Linked DNA regions of Macaca mulatta: region 2 is linked to region 1. A link is a contact called in public Hi-C data. All regions are on one chromosome and are shown on one strand. The core of a region is the stretch at or near the end of the contact, and the rest is flanking DNA. Distances in the headings are between cores, read along the strand shown.

What was found. A called contact is a pair of places that touch in the nucleus more often than the background predicts.
Region 2: a Hi-C map of fetal cortex germinal zone shows a contact between it and region 1, with 3 times the contacts expected there. The contact joins the promoter of S1PR3 here to the promoter of SPIN1 in region 1. A contact is called at or near these places in 2 of 14 Hi-C or Micro-C datasets (fetal cortex germinal zone and fetal cortical plate).

Annotation. Positions count from the first base shown.
Region 1 is chr15:119,015,855-119,022,580 of T2T-MMU8v2.0, forward strand. It overlaps SPIN1 (spindlin 1), which reads left to right and starts at 5,472. Exons shown (of 7, transcript XM_077966702.1): 1 at 5,472-5,806. LOC144334790 reads left to right here. Exons shown (of 4, transcript XM_077966427.1): 2 at 4,935-5,067; 3 at 5,815-6,726.
Region 2 is chr15:119,670,764-119,677,986 of T2T-MMU8v2.0, forward strand. It overlaps S1PR3 (sphingosine-1-phosphate receptor 3), which reads left to right and starts at 2,593. Exons shown (of 3, transcript XM_028835320.2): 1 at 2,593-3,068; 2 at 3,737-3,824; 3 at 4,566-7,223. The coding sequence starts at 4,713. The coding sequence ends at 5,849.

The sequences.
Region 1 (6,726 bases), core at 4,222-6,721:
CAGTGGAGATACAGCACAGAATAGAGGAAAGGATGTATGCTCTGGGAGCTTACAAGACTATGATAATGTGGTAGAGGGCTAGAGGAGGCATGGAGCATGCTCCCATCCTTGCCAGCCCCCTGGAATCCAGGTGAGCAGGCAACACCCGGAGAGGCTCCCAGCAGGGCTGTGTGTGCTCAGTTTGTTTCTGCCCCGTCTCTGTTTGTGCTTTCCTTATTTGTTCCCCTCCTCTGGTCCTAATGCTGACCATCCAGGCAGGTGCTGGTCACTTCGGTTCTGACCGACAGCCTGGATGGACTCCACATTTCCTCACATAGAGCCTGTATCAGTTGTGGCTCTCAGTCAGAGATTCGGCCCCAGTGCCTCATCACATCCAACACAGAAGAGCTGCCTCTGTCTCAGTGAGGCCACCATCTTATCAGGATTCACATGTTAGGTATCTTAGTGTACTATCTGTTGCTTGAAACTGGGTAATTTATAAAGAAAGGGAATTTCTTTTTTTTTGAGATGCAGTTTCACTTTGCTGCCTAGGCTGGAGTGCAGTGGCATGATCTTGACTCACTGCAACCTCCACCTCCCACGTTCAAGCAATTCTTGTGCCTCAGACTCCCAAATAGCTGGGACTACGGGCACGTGCCACCATGCCCAGATAATTTTTGTATTTTCAGTAGTGACGGGGTTTCACCATGTTGGCCAGGTTAGTCTCTAACCCCTGACTTCAGGTGATCCGTCCTCCTTTGCCTCCCAAAGTGCTGGTATTATAGGCATGAGCCACCATGCCCAGCCACAAGGGAAATTTATTTTTTACAGTTATGGAGGCTGGGAAGTCCAAGCTCAAGAGGGCCTTCTTGCTAGTGGGGACTCTCTGCAGAGTCCTGAGGCTGTGCAGGGCATCACATGGAGAAGGGGCTGTGTGAGCTCACTTGCTAGCTCAGGTCTCTCTTCCTCTTATAAAACCATCAGTTCCACTTTCACAATAACCCATTAATCCACTAATCCATGTATGGACTATTCCTCTGAAAAGCCCCACCTCTCAATATTGCCACATTGGGGACTGAATTTCACCATGAGTTTGGAGGAGGCAAACATTCAAACCACAGCATTTAGAGTTGCCTCATCAGCACATCCATAAATCTATAGCTACGAGTGTGAGTGGGAGAGCCAGCATGAATCTCAAGCCCTCATATTGAGGGCCAACATGTTACTATTCACTCAGTGGGAGAACCTGAGCAGTCCTAGCTGGATGACTGCTGCCTGACCAATCTGCGTATGACACAGGCAAGCACTGGGGAGACAGCATCCTTTCCTAAAGGTGGATCTTCAAGCTCACCCACCTAGAGGTTAAGCCAATCAAATAATTATCCATGGGCTTGGGGTATATACTGGATACTGAATACTTTTTGCTGTGTTGAATAATTCTATAATAAATATACTAATTTGAAAAGGATCCCTAGGGTCAGTTCCCAATTATTACATCAATGCCAGTGGGGTGAACATATCAAGGTTCACTGTAGATATTAACGACCCCTCATGACTTTGGTATCTCTTCCTTCTTCCACTCCAAATCACAAGTATACTCATCCTTAGGGCAGAAATCCTCCCAAGTAGGAGCCCAGGAACCCAGAGGTAAAGGAGACATACATTTAGTATAGGCCAAGGCTTTTATTTATTTATTTATTTTTGAGACGGAGTTTCGCTCTTGTTAGCCAGGCTGGAGTGTAATGGCGCAATCTCGGCTCACTGCAACCTCTGCCTCCCAGGTTCAAGCGATTCTTCTGTCTGTCTCCTGACTAGCTGGGATTACAGGCACCCGCCACCACACCTAGCTAATTTTTTTGTATTTTTAGTAGAGAAGGGGTTTCACCATGTTGGCCAGGCTGGTATCTAACTCCCGACCTCAGGTGATCCACCCACCTCTGCCTCCCAAAGTGTTGGGATTACAGGCATCAGCCACCGTGCCCAGCCGGCCAAGGTTTTTAACATGCCAATTTGTATTTAATAAGCTTGCTACAGGAGGAAAAACATATGTAGAACCTCTGATCCAATTTAGAAGTTGAGTATGGTTGAGAAACTGTAAAGAGATTACCTATATGCCAGGGCTGGTGGTCCATGCTTGTAGCTCCAGCTATTCAGGAAGCCAAGGTGAACGATGGAGAGTTCAAGCAGACCTGGGCGAAATAGCAAGACCCCTTCTCCAAAATATAACAAAAGCAAAATAAAAGAAATTTGCTATATATGTAAGTTTCTCAAAATATTTCATTAGCAAGTTGGAGGACAGCAGGAGCTGCCTGGCAAGTTGAATCAATGTGTGTATCCTAGAAATTCATAAATTAACTTGAATTCTATTTTTCCAATTTTTTATTTTGAAAAGTTTGTTTTCCAGAAAAGTTGAAAAAAAAAAACTGCACAATGAACCCACCTAGACTCACCACTTAGATCCACCAACTATTAACAGTTTGTTACATTTGCTTTACCTCCATATAAAATACATCAGTCTCTGAGGCATTTATATGTCAGTTGTAGCCATTAGGACTCTTATCTAATGATTCAGCACTAACATCCGAAGAACTAGGGCATTCTTGTAAACAGCCATTGTCACATCGAAAAATCTAATGATGACACAATAATACTGCCTAATATATAGTCCATATATAACAACAAAGTTTCTCAGTTGTCCCTCAAATCTCTCTCACAACTTTTTTGCCTTCAATGCAGTGCTGCATCAGGGGTCACTTGATGGACTGACCCAGTTGTTATTTGTCTAGACCAATTCCCTAGCTTGAATTTTTGAAGACTACAGTGCAGGGAAATTGTTTTGCTGAAGGTCTTCCAACCTGGATTTTTCTTATTTTTTTTTTCCCAACTTGAGTCACTTAAACATTTTTGGCAGTTATACATGGGTAATATAAAAACCCATTTGTGACATTCTAATGAGCTAATTAGCAAGGCCTTAGATGCAGTTGAGATATGTACTCTTCTGGAGTATGACCTTTGCTGATATAGGTCTGGGTGACATTACTGGACTGTACATTTTTTTTTTTTTAAATTTAAAAATTTTTTTGAGACAGAGTCTTACTCTGTTTCCCAGGCTGGAGTGCAGGGGTACAATCTCGGCTCACTGCAACCCCTGCATCCTGGGTTCAAGCGATTCTCCTGCCTCAGCCTCCCAAGTAGCTGGGATTACTGGTGCCCGCCACCACGGCTGGCTAATTTTTATATTTTTAGTAGAAATGGGGTTTCACCACGTTGGCCAGGCTGGTCTCGAACTCCTGACCTCAAGTGATCTGCCTGCTTCAGCCCCCCCAAAGTGTTGGGATTACAAGCGTGAGCCATCGCACCCGGCTGGCCTTTTTTAAATTTTAAAACATTTTATTTATTTATTGTAGAGTTGGGGTCTTGCTATATTGCCCAGGCTGGTCTTGAACTCCTGGGCTCAAGCCAGACTCCCAACCTTGGCCTCCCAAAGTGCTAGGATTACAGGCATGAGCCACAACGCTGTGTATTCTCTCTCTCTTTTTTTTTTTTTTTGAGATGGAGTCTGACTCTGTCACCCAGGCTGGAGTGCAGTGGCACAGTCTCGGCTCACTGCAACCCCTGCCTCCTGGGTTCAAGCGATTCTCCTGCCTTAGCCTCTGGAGCAGCTAGGATTACAGGCATGCACCACCACGCCTGGCTAATTTTTATATTTTTAGCAGAGATGGGGTTTCACTGTGTTGGCCAGGCTGGTCTCAAACTCCTGACCTCAAGTGATCCACTTGCCTCAGCCTCCCAAAGTGCTGGGATTACAGGTGTGAGCCACTGTTCCTGGCCTTTGTAAAATTTTTTAAAATTGTATTTATTTTAGAGTTGGGGTCTTGCTGTGTTGCCCAGGCTGGTCTCGAACTCCTGGGCTCAAGCCATCCTCCAGCCTCAGTCTCCCAAAGTGTTCGGATTACAGGTGTAAGCCACAGTCCTGCGTATTCTCAACAGCTCCCAATGTGATCATTACTAGTGGCACATTTTAAATCAGGGGTTGGCGGATGGAGATGGAGGTGGGGCAACATATTTGACTTTGAAGACGTTTTCTGTGAATTTTGGAGGAGCGTGTGTGCTACTAGCATCTAGTGGGTGGAGGCCAGGGATGCCGTCAAACATCCTACAAAGCATGGGACCGACCCCACACGAAAGGATTATCCCATCCCAAAAGCCAACAGTGCTGAGGTGGAGAAACCCAGGGGTCTCACCAACGAGATGAAATCTTCCAACCAGCAGATTTCTTGGCACCTACCTTCTTCCCATTCCTCTGTTTCTGAGATAATCCCACTATAAGACATTAAACAGGCCGGGCACGGTGGCTCACGCCTGTAATCCTAGCACTTTAGGAGGCTGAGGCCAGCGGATTGCTTGAGGCCAGGAGTTTGAGACCAGCCTGGCCAATATGGCGAAATACCGCCTCTACTAAAAATATTTTTAAAAATTAGCTGGATATGGTGGTGCGCGCCTGTAATCCCAGCTACTCGGGAGGCTGAGATATGAGGACTGCTTGAACCCAGGAAGCAGAGGTTGCAGTGGGCCGAGATCATGCCACCGCACTACAGCCTTGGGAACAGAGCGAAACTCCGTCTAAACAAACACACAAAAAAGACATTAAATACACAAATGAGTGAGTAATTTCTCAACACTTGGGAACTTGTAAGTACAGCATTACACTTTTATATCTCAGTACTGAAATCAGCCCTCTAGTTGGCCTGTGAACGTCCCATGCCTGCCAAGTGTGTCATCTGAGACAAGCATTTCCATTTGTTTGAGTAGGAATCTATCACTCTTATTTGGAAGAAAAGGTGCCAGTCAAACCCCAAAGAGTATTGCTAACTAATAATTGTGCTGCAGTTTAGAGTGTTTAAGGTGCTTTCCAATACCATGTTCTGAAATTTGATCTGACAACGCTTTGGGAGGCGGTTTATTACGATGAGGCTGCGCTGTCGCACTCGAGGAACCGGGTCAGTGACCTGCTGCAGGACACGGGGCTGGCGGGGAAGGGAGAGCGCCTGAACTCAGCCTCCAAGTCCTGCACTCGACTCTGCAGGAGTAAAAACTATTCTTGACGCTACCTCTCTCCCTTCTCCTGCAAACAAGCAACAAAATGCTGAAAAGGCATCTTAACTGAAACGGAAGTCAAATGAATTCGCGTGCGATCATGGGAATTTTTGGCTCCTAACCTTGCGAGTAGAGCTGGGTGACTTCCATTTCTGGTGGGGGAGTGGAAACAGGTTTCTGGGCTTGCAGAAGCCACATCCCGTCCCCACACAACCTAGGCCAGGCCAGCTATTTGTAGGTGAGGCTCCGGGGCTCCAGCTAACCTGAGCTACCTGGGCTGGGCTTTGTGCGGGGAGGCAGCAAGCGAGGTGAGCGGGCGACGACGCCGGCCTCTACGCAGTGCGGTGGTGAAGACGTCTCTTCCAGGGAGTCACAGGAAGCAAATCCATCCTTTTAAAGGGCTCGCGTCCCGCGGTCCTGAACCGGCGCGCTGGAGCAGTAATGCGGCGTTCTCCAAGGTTCAGGGCTCACGGCCCAGCCCTGTGATCCAGCTTCCTCAGTCTTCGCGGTGTGCACTACTCAGGACCACTTGCGGCTTACGTCCCAGGACAAAGGGGGCTTGTCCTTTCTTCAACGTCCTCCTGCGCAAAAACGAAGTCCTTCGGAGGCTGCCTGCCTTCCGGGAGAAGCTGCGCCCCCTCAGGCGCCTGGGCTCCGCGCGCCTGCCACCGCCCATTCACCTCGCGCACCTGGCATTCCGGGTCTCCGGCCCCGCCCTGCCGCCCGCCAGGTGAGAAGGACCGGGCCCCGCCCCCGCCGGCCCCGCCCCGCCCCACTGCGCCTGCGCAGTCGGCCGTCGGCGCCAGGCGCCGGGGCGGCGCGGCCGTCGCAGTTCGGCGGGCGCAGTGCGCGTGCGCCCTGGCTGCTGGGGGGCGGGCGGCGTCCGCGGCGAGGGAGCGGGGGCGGGGAGGCGCCGTCTGGCTCGGGCTGGGGCCGGCGGGAGCGCGAACGAGCGACGGCGGAACCCGTGGGCCTGTGGACTGCAGCCGCGGCGGCCAGCAGGTGAGGCTCGCGCAGGGCGGGCGTGGGTCGTGAGAGGGTGCGGGCCGCCGGCAGGCCAGGGGTGCGGCGGCCTGCCCGGGGGCGCAGGTGAGCGCGGCCCGCGCGGGGCCCGGCGGAGCATTGTCCAGCGGGCGGCGCCCGCACAGCGCCCCCTGCCGGCCGGGCCACGGCGGGGACCCGGGCGGGGCGGGCCTGGGCCTCCGGGCGGGCGCGCGCTCCTTTGTTCGCCGGCCCCCACTCCTCAGTCCCCCCATCTCCGCCGCCCCCCGCCAACATGGCCGCCACCCTCCCGTCCCCAGTTCCCCGGCCGCCGCCGGCCCCTTAGCGCGCGCTTTGTTTGGAGCCGGGCGGGGAGGCCCGCGGGCAGGGGGCGGCGGCGCTGCGCAGTCGGGCGCGGGGAGGGGGCGCTGCGCCAGAATGCGGGCGGGGAGGGGGAGCGTTGCATAATCCCGGGCCGGCGACGGGGGCGGGGCGGGGGGAGGGGCGGGACCCCGGCGCGGCGGGTCGGGTCACCCCGGGGACGCGGGCCTGCCCTCGGGCCACCCCTCCCAGGCCCGGGGGATGGCCGCGGACCTTGCAAGTTGCGGGCTCCGCGGATGCGCGGGTTTCCGCGGCGCCGGAACGCCCACCGGCCAGTCCTCGCGCCCG
Region 2 (7,223 bases), core at 1,343-3,842, 650 kb after region 1:
GGAGAGTCCTAGCCCAGGTAGTGGTGATGCTTGGGGACAGGTGGTGACTAGGAGGGGCACAAGGAAGGCTGCAGGGTCCAGCCCATCCTCTTGCTGGCCTGGGTACTGGTCTCACTGATCTCTGTGTGGTGGGGCAGGCAGCGTCCCAGGCCTGCCGGTGCCCGCAGTGCCCAGCACTCCTGCAGTCCCTGGCAGTGTTAGTACCAATCCTCCAGAGTGGCTGTCTCCCCTCTTGCCCTGAGTAGGGCTCGCTGACTCCAGGAGCCTCAGGCCTGGGTGGGCTTCGAGCTTTCTTCCAGCAAACTTGAGGTCTGTGGCTGGTACCCCTCAGGAGCGGAGGGGAACTCTTGTCCATGAGATGCTTTTAACCGTGCACAATAATGTGTAGATACATCCAAAATCAATCTGGCCTTTAGCCCAGCACTTAACTCTTGGGATGAGGCCCGCTTTGTAAATGTTGATAATCCAGAGAAAATGAGCTTTTAGATTCTAAAGACGCCAGATATCTTCCACTTAGGCAAAATGCGGAGAATCATATTTAACAAAAGATGTTCTGGACAAATATGCTTCTTGAGGGATGAATATTTAATTATAAGGGAAATGATAAATCGAACATTAATGGGAAAATATGTTTGCCCCCAAGATTCATAGTTTTGATGGGTCTCTGGCAAATCTTATACTATGTTTATTGGGGTTATTTTATTGCTGGTTATTGTCTTTAATTGTTTGCTTGTTTTCTGCTCTGCTCAATTGTGTATGAGCCTGTGGAGCGGTGGGTCTGCTCAGCCTCTCCTCTCCACTCCTGGGAGCAAGTCCGGATCTGGCTGTTGGATGCATGGCAGAAGCAAAGGTGTGGAGAAGGTTCAGAGGAGACAGGACAAGTAAAAATGGCAGGGTCAGGTTGTCATGGGGGATGCATGGCAGAAGCAAAGGTGTGGAGAAGGTTCAGAGGAGACAGGACAAGTAAAAATGGCAGGGTCAGGTTGTCATGGGGGATGCATGGCAAAAGCAAAGGTGTGGAGAAGGTTCAGAGGAGACAGGACAAGTATAAAATGGTAGGGTCAGGTTGTCATGGGGGAAACTGAGGCACAGGAGGCAAGCTGAGGTAGTACAAGAACAGTCTGAATTATAACAATATGCCAGTGTTACCTAAAAGGATGAGGAACATGGAGCTGTGCTTGAATCCCTACCTGAGCTGGGGACAAGGGGCCTCAGGCATCACTGATTGGAACCAAGGTTTGTCTGCAGCTTGTCAGTTTCTGTCTCAGAAGCCCCACATACTGGAGTGGGTATCCCGGCGATGCTGTGGGATAAACCAGGACACTGTGGTGTCATGGACAGCTGTCTGTCTGCCAGGTGAAGGCCCCTCTCGTTGCAGTGTGAGCCGGGCAGGTCATCTGTTTGGCAGCATGGTGACGGCTCTGGCCCCAGCTGCTATGGGAGGGAGGATGCTGGCACAGGGCACTGCCCACAGACTGCCTTTGCTCCATGCCTTTTCCATGAGCATGAGTGACTGTTCATGTGGGAAACGGCAGAGCCCTCGTGGCCCCCCTCAGCACTGTGCAATGGTACTGGAGGTGGCAGGAGACAGCCTGAGGGCCCAGGTTGTCCTCATACCCGGCTTCATGCCAGGGTGCATGCCGGACACAGCACATGTGTCCCCGAGAGGCCCCTGATCAGGGTGGAAACCCAGCAAAGTGAAAATCAGAAATAGTGATTCTCCAGTCCCTGCTCACAGACAAAGAAAGAAAGAAATCATAAACAATACTAGGCCCGGCGCGGTGGCTCACACCTGTAACCCCAGCACTTTGGGAGGCCAAGGCAGGCAGATCACTAGAGGTCAGGAGTTCAAGACCAGCCTGGCCAACATGGTGAATCGCTTGAACCTGGGAGGCGGAGGGTGTGGTGAGGTGGAGGGTTTGGTGAGCCGGGATCGCGCCACTGCACTCCAGCCTGGGTGACAGAATGAGACTCCATCCCCAAAACAAAACAAAACAAACAAACAACAAACAAACAAAAACTAAAGGGACAGTATCTTTTTAGCACCTGTCATTGTACAGGACGCTGGGGAGGGTACTGTGGACTTACCCTGGGTGGAAGGCCCCTGTGTGAATGGAGAAGCTCGATGCTCAGAAAATGCTGCTGCCTGTGGTATTGTCCCATTTAAAGAGGCAGTTTGCAGTGCTTTTTCAAAAGTGGCATGCAGCATCAGAGAAAAGTCACCAGGGCTGGGATGATTCCAGAAAATGTTACAGAGCAAGTGGAATTTGACTTGAGGTTTGAAGGATGGGCAATATTTAAATAAAAATCAGAAAGGGTAGAGAGGGAGGGGCTGGGGGGAAGGCTGCCCACTGGACTGTCCTGTTCACCTCCAGGAGAACCTACAGGTGAGACATGGTCTCTTCTCAGGTGAATGGGGAGCCAAGTAGCGCTGGCGTGGATGAGCCACGCTTGGGGCTCAGGGAGGCAGGCCCAGGGCCCTGCACTGCCTGTCATGGCTCATGAGTGATGGGAGCGATCTGGGCAGGCAACCCCCTCTCGTCCTGCATCATCAGCCTGGACTTGGAACTTGGCTGCTTTTTCTTTCTGCAGTGAGCAGAGGGCCTTGACCAACAATAAGCCTTTCTGCCAGCACTTGGCATTCCAGCTGACCTCGACCCAAGGCCTCTGTGACTTCAGGAGGCGGCAGCTGGGAAGGGTCGGGCAGTTCCAGGCAGAGCACAGACGTCAGCTCGGACATCCCACCCCCCACCAGCCCTCTACCCCTGTGGTCTCCAGAACAACTAACACCTCCAAGCTCCAGGACACTGGAAAAAATCTTTGCAAAGAAGCAAGGGGCCATCTCAGAAAATCCAGGCCCCCCAAACTGATGTAGAGAGAGGACTTTGACAGCATCCGCCACTCTGGAAGGTCATGAGGATACAGACACCATCTGGAGCCACCTCTGCTTCTCAGCCCCAACCAGGCAAGCCCCATATCTTCAAGGGACTGATCTGTACCTGGGAATAAACTCATGGGTGGATGAGATTCAGTCTATCACACCCTAAAATGCAGAGCCCATAGTATTGGTGAGTGGTTCATGTGTCTCTGAAGCAAATTTAGGGCTGTGGTTCAAACGTTGTAAAAGTTACAGAAAAAAATTCACTGGATACACACAGTGGGCTCTTTTAAATTAGCCTCATTTGAACTTAATTTGATATTTAAATACTCAAATAATAGATGATGGCCGGGCGCGGTGGCTCACGCTTTAATCCCAGCACTTCGGGAGGCCGAGGCAGGCTGATCCCTTGAGGCCAGGAGTTTGAGACCAGCCTGGCCAACATGGTGAAACCCCGTCTCTACTAAAAATACAAAAATTAGCCAGGCATGGTGGCAGGTGCCTGTAATCCCAGCTACTTAGGAGACTGAGGCAGCAGAATCACTTGAACCCGGAAGGGGGAGGTTGCAGTGAGCCGAGATTGCACCATTGCACTCCAGCCTGGGCGACAGAGCAAGACTCCGTCTCAAAAAAAAAATTTTTTTAATAAAAATAAAAAATAAAATAAAATAAATGAATCCACTGAAAGCGGTTTCTACCTTGATAGTTGGGTATGTGGCGTCATCGACATCACAGAAGGCTGATTGATATTACCTGTTACCAGTGTGGTTGAGTGCAAATGTTTGAGGTCTGGTGGGAGAAGAGTTTGGTATTCAGAACTCATCGAGGCCTTTGCTTACCACTTTCTCTCTCTTGCAGTGCTCCCAAATGTGCCGCTTCTGTTGCTTCACATGCTCCCACGTAGTTCTATCTGATATTCAGGGCTCTGAATTTCAAGGCAGACTCAGTGAGTGTGATTGTCACTGCTTTCCTGTCCTTCCTTTATCCTCTGTAGACTTAGGTCCCGTTTTTGCAGGTTGATATTCCTTCTTCGCTGGGCCCTGGACCCACTGCTCACCAGTGTGGTGTCTGCATGGGCACTGCCCAGACTTGTACTGTTGGTCCCTCGATGACCGCATGGTCAGGCCTCAGGGCTCTCTGCCAGGCCAACCTACAGCCCATTCAGACCTGATTTCTGGGCCTGGATCCAGGGGACACCATCTGGGAAGGGAGGGAGCTTCCCACGATACCACTGTGAAACTCACCAGGGAGGTCTTGGAAATTGAGCAGGCATCATTCAGATTCCATCCTGCTTTTAGGTCCTGAGAAAATCCTGCTTTTCCCTGGGTAACTGGGATAATGGGTCACCAGCTCCCGTGCCCTAGATGAGGACTAGTTAGCATTTTCTAGTGCCTGGAGATTTCCAGATGGAAACTGTATTTGGGTCTGTGTATCTTTGTTACAGGATTCAATAATTCATGCTCTGAATTTCCCTTCCCGGCAACTCCAGACACCAAATCGCTTCCCATGGTCTCCCCCAATCACTTAGGGAACTTAGCCTGTGTCTAAAGACCCTCTGTGCAGCCTGATGTGGCCAGCCATCCCCATACTTCCACATTTTTCATGCCTTTCTCCAACAGCGTTGCCGTGGCCCCTTAGGCGGCGATCGTTTTATCAAGGGTCGCTCCCTCTTTTTATCTGTTGGCAGGAGCCCGTTTTCAACGCCCTCGCTGGAGTCTGGCCTGCACGCTTTGCTGAAAGAAGCCAGAGCCTCAGCCCTGCTTCCCTCTGAAATGAATGTTCCTCGAGCGCCCTCTGGTGGATTCTGGAGCTAACCGTCTGTGAATGCCGAGTGATGGCAACTGCCCTCCCGCCGCGTCTCCAGCCTGCGCGGGGGAATGAGACCCTGCGGGAGCATTACCAGTACGTGGGGAAGCTGGCGGGCAGGCTGAAGGAGGCCTCCGAGGCCGGCACGCTCACCACCGTGCTCTTCTTGGTCATCTGCAGCTTCATCGTCTTAGAGAACCTGATGGTTTTGATTGCCATCTGGAAAAACAATAAATTTCACAACCGCATGTACTTTTTCATTGGCAACCTGGCTCTCTGCGACCTGCTGGCCGGCATCGCCTACAAGGTCAACATTCTGATGTCCGGCAAGAAGACGTTCAGCCTGTCTCCCACGGTCTGGTTCCTCAGAGAGGGCAGTATGTTCGTGGCCCTCGGGGCGTCCACCTGCAGCTTACTGGCCATCGCCATCGAGCGGCACTTGACGATGATCAAAATGAGGCCTTACGACGCCAACAAGAAGCACCGCGTCTTCCTCTTGATTGGGATGTGCTGGCTCATTGCCTTCACGCTGGGCGCCCTGCCCATTCTGGGCTGGAACTGCCTGCACAATCTCCCGGACTGCTCTACCATCCTGCCCCTCTACTCCAAGAAGTACATCGCCTTCTGCATCAGCATCTTCACGGCCATTCTGGTGACCATCGTGATCCTCTACGCACGCATCTACTTCCTGGTGAAGTCCAGCAGCCGTAAGGTGGCCAACCACAACAACTCAGAGCGGTCCATGGCACTGCTGCGGACCGTGGTGATTGTGGTGAGCGTGTTCATTGCCTGCTGGTCTCCACTCTTCATCCTCTTCCTCATCGATGTGGCCTGCAGGGTGCAGGCGTGCCCCGTCCTCTTCAAGGCTCAGTGGTTCATCGTGCTGGCTGTGCTCAACTCGGCCATGAACCCGGTCATCTACACGCTGGCCAGCAAGGAGATGCGGAGGGCCTTCTTCCGTCTGGTCTGCAACTGCCTGGTCAGGGGACGGGGGGCCCGCGCCTCCCCCATCCAGCCTGCGCTCGACCCAAGCAGAAGTAAATCAAGTAGCAGCAACAACAGCACCCACTCTCCGAAGGTCAAGGAAGACCTGCCCCACACAGCCCCCTCATCCTGCATCATGGACAAGAACGCAGCGCTTCAGAATGGGATCTTCTGCAAGTGATCGTCTCTGTGCGCCCTGCTCTGCGGCTGTGTTATTTATTGCATGCATCGCTTCCACAGGGGCCCCTCGAGAGCTGTGCCTCGGGAGAGCTACCGTACTTTGACCAACAGCCTGCCCCGTGTGGACGTCTCTTACAGAGGGGGCCCGGGGAATCACCACCCCATTTCAGTGTAGACAACGTGCCTTGTCCGCTTTGGGCTCCAGAGCCTTTCAGATGTACTAAGCTGCTGACATCATCCACAGCCTTCTGCTGAATCCCAGACACCCTCCCTGTTGTTCACAGAGAGGGAAGGTCGTGGGCCACATAATACTATGTGACTCTCTGTGTGCCTCTGAACGGTGTTTTGATGATTTACACTACATTTCCTATGCATAGAATGGATGCTTGTATATTCGTACATCTCTGTGTTACACAGAATTTGTGTTGCAGGTGTTTGCCATGTGGTACATACATAGAATCTCCATACAACACACAGGTAACAGGTTATACAAGTGGGTTCGGACTGAACCCCCGGTACAAGGACATGGTTGTGAACTAGGTGGACATGCCATCCCTGGTCTCCTTAGACTGACATGAAGTCTCATGTTCACCAAGTTTTTGAAGTTCAAATTCTCCAAAAAGGGCTTGTCCAAGGCTGGCCCCAGATGTGAGGGTCTGACCCACGCCGGCCCTGTGCCCTTTCAGTCATTTGTCCCTGCGTAATTTTAATCATATCCCAAAGTCAAATGATGTGATGGTTTTCAGGTTTCTGCAAATCACAGAAAAGCCAGTCGAGATCACGCAGGAGCTTGTGCCCCCAGGCGGGCCAAAGAGCGAGCCTATGAGGGAGCAGCAGAAGCGGGCGGCTGACCTGGCTCACCTTCCCATGCCACTGGGGCGGGGTCTGCTTCAGGAAACAGAAGGTGTCTAGGAAATGAGCAGAGATTCACAAGACAGCACTTTGATTCTATGTTGAGTTTGTTTCTATATTAGAAAAGCACCAAGTCAGTAATCCCCCGTGGCGTCACAGCTGAGTAGCTGTGACCACCAGCAGTTTCACAGCTTCCTGAAAGCTGGGACTAACCGTGACTATCAGTAAGAGAAGTTTAATTGTCAGGTTAGAAAATGTGATCTGGCAGTTGATGCATTCTTCAAAGTGATCTATTGTAATAATACCTACACGATACTGTAATTTTACTTTTCAACATAAGTTGAACCTGTAGCAGTCTGTTTACCTTGTAAAGGGATTTCTTAGAAGACATTTTTGTACATGCTCTTCCCCAAGGATTGTACATGTTATACAAATAGATGGAAAGAAAAGTGAACACGTTTGTAGAACTATCATAAGCACACAGTTGCCGTGTTGAGTTCTCTTTAAAAACAAGGACAAAACC